Regions from separate parts of the Sus scrofa genome. Here region 1 is linked to region 2. The links are chromatin contacts, called in public Hi-C maps. All regions are on one chromosome and are shown on one strand. The core of a region is the stretch at or near the end of the contact, and the rest is flanking DNA. Distances in the headings are between cores, read along the strand shown.

What was found. Hi-C and Micro-C count contacts between places; a contact is called where the count stands out from the background.
Region 1: a contact with region 2 is called in a Hi-C map of adipose tissue, with 4 times the contacts expected there. The contact joins two enhancer-like sites. A contact is called at or near these places in 1 of 5 promoter capture datasets (liver) and 22 of 47 Hi-C or Micro-C datasets (adipose tissue, alveolar macrophages, brain and 12 more).

What each region holds. Positions count from the first base shown.
Region 1 is chr2:65,881,216-65,883,915 of Sscrofa11.1, reverse strand. No RefSeq gene overlaps it. Among named protein-coding and RNA genes, the nearest start is that of IER2, 30 kb to the left of the region's middle. Within about 2 kb of position 1,260, at least 13 of the 83 cell types and tissues checked have an H3K27ac peak or open chromatin away from gene starts, as enhancers often do. A contact at or near this core is called in adipose tissue, where this site is marked.
Region 2 is chr2:65,818,821-65,821,675 of Sscrofa11.1, reverse strand. It overlaps CACNA1A (voltage-dependent P/Q-type calcium channel subunit alpha-1A), which reads right to left. Exons shown (of 54, transcript XM_021083710.1): 33 at 1,693-1,830. Among named protein-coding and RNA genes, the nearest start is that of IER2, 92 kb to the left of the region's middle. Within about 2 kb of position 1,500, at least 3 of the 83 cell types and tissues checked have an H3K27ac peak or open chromatin away from gene starts, as enhancers often do. A contact at or near this core is called in adipose tissue, where this site is marked.

The sequences.
Region 1 (2,700 bases), core at 11-2,510, 62 kb before region 2:
TACACCGCAGCTCACCACAACACCAGATCCTTAACCCTCTCAGTGAGGCCTGGGATCGATCCAGTGTCTTCATGGATGCTAGTTGGATTTGTTTCTGCTGAGCCACAAGGAGAACTCTATGTGACTCATTTTAGATTGCTGTTGGATGTGGCAGGTCTAGAACCACTGTGCCTTCAGGGGAATCAGATCACACCTGCATCCTCTGCCCAGCAAACGAAAACCCCCAGGACCACTACTGACTCAGAGCAGGCTGACTAGAGGGAAACCAGCTGGGTGTGGACTCAAGAGCTACCCTTTTCTCTCTATGTGACCTTGGCCAAGTGATGAAAACTTTCTGACTCTTAGTTTTCTTCTTTTATTTTTCTTCCTTCCTTTCTTTTCTCCTTCCTTCCTTCCTTTATTTTTGGCTGGGACCGATGGCATGCGGAAGTTCCGGTGCCAGGGATTGAACCTGCTGTCACAGCAGTGATTACGCTCAAACCTTAACTGCTGGCCACCAGGGAACTCCATTTTATTTTATTTGACATTATTTTATTTTTTTAGCCTTAGTTTTCGATCAGAAAGTGCCTCCTTCATTTCCTCCTAGCCGGCCCTTCCTCTCACAGCTCTCCCTGGAGTGCCTCTGCTGACCTCCTGTCTCCAATTGGGTCTTTTTTTGCCATTTCTTGGGCCACTCCCACGGCATATGGAGGTTCCCAGGCTGGGGGTCGAATCGGAGCCACAGCCGCCAACCTACACCAAAGCTACCATAACACGGGATCCAAGCCGCCGGCTGCAACCTACACCACAGCTCACGGCAATGTCGGATCCCTAAGCCACTGAGCAAGGCCAGGGATTGGACCTGCAACCTCATGGTTCCTAGTCGGATTCCTTAACCAATGAGCTATGACAGGAACTCCCCCATTGGGGTCTTCTTGAGAAAAGTGGAGGCCTAATTTAGAGGCTCACAGAACCTCCAGCTCCAGCCAGCCTCAGCTGGCTTGGATGCTGGGTTGTCCTGAGCCATCTGCTCCGTTGTCATTAGAAAGTTCTTTCAATAGAGCTGCTGGGCATATATGAGCGCCAGGTCCCCATGATCCTACTTCTGACCTTGGAGCAGAGACTCGAGGAGCTTTCCTGCCCTCTTCTGGCTCCACCTCAGCTGCCCCCCCCCGCCCCCCCGCCCCCCCCCCCGCCCCCGACGGTTTACAGGGATCACGCGCTTGGCCATTCGCCTTCTGGCCTCCAGGTGGCGCTGCCTGCTTGCCTTGTGCACCTTTACTGGTCCAGCCTGCTCAATCTCAGCTCAACCAACACCTCTCAGGGCCCTCGCCTGGACCAGGAGCTGGGGGACACACCCAAGTCTTGGTGTGGGGGAGCACTGAGTCACATTTGGTTGTTTAATGGATTGATTAAATGTGGTCTTTGATGGGCTTGGGAGATCTGGCGCTCAGAGAAAGCTCTTTTTACACAGGGAGGCATCTGGATGCATTTAAAAACTGTCTCGTGATTACAAAAGTGATCGTGTGGTTTTGTAGAATTAATTAAGAACAACATGAAGGTCTACACAGCTCTATTCCGCACTCTTTTCAGAGGTAAACATCACGGTCCACCGCTGGCTGTGTATACCTACAGATCATTTTCTACTGAGCAGAGTCTAGGAAGATACCTTGTGGATGGTGAAAGCTTTCTGCTGCTTAAGAGCGGGAGCAGGGTGGGTGAGGGGGAGGATGATGGAGAGGGTCTGGGCCTGGGTGGAACCCTAAAGGAGGTAGGGAGGGGGTTGGAGCTCTGGGCAGCTTTGAAAGGTCCAAGGTGGTCAGCTTGATGGGGAGATTGCATAAAGGGCCCAGGCCACCATTCTGGGCAGGGACAAGAGACTTGATGAAAAGTGAGTGTCACATTCAGCAGATGGGGCTCTCATGGCAGATTGAAGGCAGGGGTGGAATGACACTGGTTCTGCATCCATCATCCCCGCTGCAGACTCTACTCCAGCCAACAGCCCTCTTCTGCTCAGTCCTCTTCAGCGTCTTCAGCTAGGGTTCAGCTTAGTCTGTTCAGGCTGCTCAAACAGAATACCATGGACTGGATTGGGAGCTTACAAGCAACATTCATTTATTTCTTGCAGTTCTAGATGCTGGGAGTCCAAGGTCAAGATCCTGGTGGATTCAGTGTCTGGTGAGAATCCACTTCTAGGTTCATAGATGGCTGTCTTCTTTTTGTGTCTTCATGTGGTGGTGGTTGGGTCTCTCTGGCACCTCTTTTGTTTATTTTATTTACATTATTAATTAAAAAATTTTTTTTGTCTTTTTAGGGCCATACCTGCAGCATATTGCAGTTCCCAGGCTAGGGGTTGAATCAGCTGCATCTGCCTGCCTGCACCAGAGCCATAGCAACTCAGGATCCCAGCTATGTCTGTGATCTACACCACAGCTCGCAGCAACACTGGATCTTTAACCCACTCGGCGAGGCCAGGGATTGAATCCCCATCTTCATGGATACTAGTCGGGTTTGTTACTGCTGAGCTACGACGGGAACTCCATCTGGCACCTCTTTTTTTTTTTTTTTTTTTGTCTTTTTTGCCATTTCTTGGGCCGCTCCTGTGGCATATAGAGGTTCCCAGCCTAGGGGTTGAATTGGAGCTGCAGCTGCCAGCCTACGCCAGAGTCACAGCAACAAGGGATCCAAGAGCCGCGTCTGCAGCCTACACCACAGTTCACG
Region 2 (2,855 bases), core at 251-2,750:
AGACGGGAATGGAGGAGAGCATTAGGAGACAACAGAAAAGAAATAAAGAGTAGTCACTGTTTTCTGACTCTGGTCGCTGTGGTTACTTTATGAAGCTGTAATCTTTCCATCTCCTTTCCCTGTGTTAACAACAATGCCAGTTAGGTCTACTGCCCTATATCGAGGGTCTATTTTGTGCTGGAAAAGATGGTCAATTTTATTTTCCCAGCAATCTCTTATGGACGTCATTACTGGCTCCATTTTGCACACTAGGAAACTGAGTTCAGCAATTTAAAGTGATTTTCTGAAGATTACTCCCTCAGACGTGGCCAAGGTGGGATTGCAACTAGGTTTATAGTCATGAATGGAAGTGACCAGTGGGTCACGGAGGCAGGTGTCTGTGTATGTGTGTGTGTGTGGGGGGCGTGGTATTTAAGCACAGGTGGTGTTGGGAGCTGAGGACGTGTAAGGAGGATGCACATGGGAGCGAGTGTGTACATGGCTGCTCTGGACAGTTGCACAGGTCAAGCACTGCTCAAGGGCTCTGCGTCTAAGGGGACTGTTCATACAAGACATGATAGATTTGTATATTAATGAAGACAGCTTTTTGGCAGGTGGCCATAAAGTGCCTTCTTTGGGCGAGATCATTAAGTAGATTGCAGTGCTTTTCTGACAGATGGAGGTGAAGTCTGTTGAAGAAGGCATGTCTTTAAAAATTTGCTCAAAGGTGCCTTATGGGCTAGTACTAGCTCCATACGTGTGGGTACTGAGATGTGTGTGGGTGCGGGGAAAAGCACTCTTGGGATAGGATGTTTGCTGATTGAGGGGAGGAGGTGAGGATGCTGAAGGCACACACTGGAATCTACCAAACCTTCAACTTGAATTCAGCCGAGACCTCTGGGAGGAGGACGACTAAGGTGAAAGAGAGGCATTTGCTTTGGGCACAAATGAAGGGGGTGTCAAACCCATCAGTAACTGAGATAAATGGCATTTAGCAATAACTGCAGTGTTTTAAAAAAATCAAAAGAAGTGCCAAAAATCCATGATGAACAAAATATCAAGAATTTAAATTTTGAAGGCACTTTTTTTTGGGGGGGGATGCCTGTGGCATGGGGGAAGTTCCCAGGCCCAGGATCAAACCCTGGCCACGTCAATAACCAGAGTCACAGCAGTGACAAGGCCCGGTCCTTCACCCACTGAGACACCAGGGAACTCCTCCCAAAATTTAAATTTTGGATGCACACGAGTTGGCCTCACCCATCTTACCCCAGTCTGGGAGAGAATGGTCCTGTGGTCAGACAGACTTGGAAAATGCCATGCTCCCCACACCCCAACCTCGCTGCCCCACCCCCATCACCTTGGCGGTTTGGGGTCACCAGCACAGGAAGGGTTAACAGTGTACGTGCAGCCTTTCTGCAAATTAGAAACAGTGCCTGTTCTGGGAACGCATAGCCCTTAAGCATTCAGCGGCTGGTGAGCCAAGTGATGGCTGGATTTCCGCCCCTAGAAGCCCAACCACATGTGGTGGTGGCTGCTCTGGTGACAGCCCGTCTTGCATCTGGCGTTGTCCCCACTTCTGCAAGCCAGGAGTGAACCCCTCCTTCCTTAGACCTTTCTCAACACTGGGCTCTCAGACCCTTTCCTCTCCCACTCCTTCCTCCCCGCCCCCAACAGGAGCTCCTGTGGGCGGGGCTCTCAGACAGGGCCACTTACTGCGGCCAGCCCTCTCCGGTGGACACGGTGAAGAGGGTCAGCAGGGCCCACAGCACGTTGTCGTAATGGAACTCATACTTCTTCCATTCTCGGTCCCTCGCCTTCACCTCATTCTTCTCATAGAGGAGGTACTTGCCACTGCCACAGAAAATGGGGACTGTGAGGCCACCAAGGGACACCCGTCAATGGCCACCAGAGAGGTGGGGGAGGAGGAGGAAGAGGCTCCTACCAGCCCACGCTCAGCCTGGGAAGCAGCCACACCCCCATTTTCCCCTGGAGTGTGTGGGTATCCACTTGGGGACAAATCCAAGGTGATGCCATGTCCAGTGGGGGAGCTGATTCAGGCCAACCTTTTATTTTTCTCCATGGTGTGCAGTGGGATATCAGTTGCCAGACCAGGGACTGAACCTGGGCTGCATTGGTGAAAGTGTCAAATCCAAGAGACCACCAGGGGACTCTGTGTGAGTCCAGTCATTTTTTCTTATTGTTGTTGGTTTTTGTTTGTTTGTTTTTGCACCTGCAGCATATGGAAGTTCCTAGGGTAGGGCTCAAATCTGCACCACAGCAGCCACCAGAGCCCCTGAAGTGACAATGCCAGATCCTTAACATGCTGAGCCAAAAGGGAACTCCTCTTTTTATTATCTTTTTGGAGAATTGACTCAGAATCTAGTGCCCTCTTCCAACTTGAATACTTCTAGTCCTGAGGGTGGGAACCTGTGGCTTGGGAGGGGGGTTAAGAGCAGGATAGGAGATAAGCACATTTCTTGGTTTATCAGGACAAGGCCGGGGAGATGCTGATCCTTCTCAGGTTAGGGAGCAAAGGTTAGCCCCAGATGCCTAGCCAGTTGCCTGGGATCCTTCCAGTTCCAGGAAACAGCCATCAGTATAGGAACAGGCTGCTCCCAGCAGCACAGTAACCCTAGCTACGTTAGTGACAAAAAGTGTTACTGAGCGCTTGATTAGTGAGAGGTTCAGCACTTTCTCCGACCGAGTCTAAACGTTCCGTCATGAGGATGACCCAAAGATGGGAGACTTCAGGACCAAAATCTCTTACCCACAACTCCAAAATCTAGAAAGCTTTGAAAAACCAAACATTTTTTTCCCCTCACCCAGCAGTTGCTAAGTTCCAGCCTGCAGAGCAAATCTGGACCTATCTTTGTGTG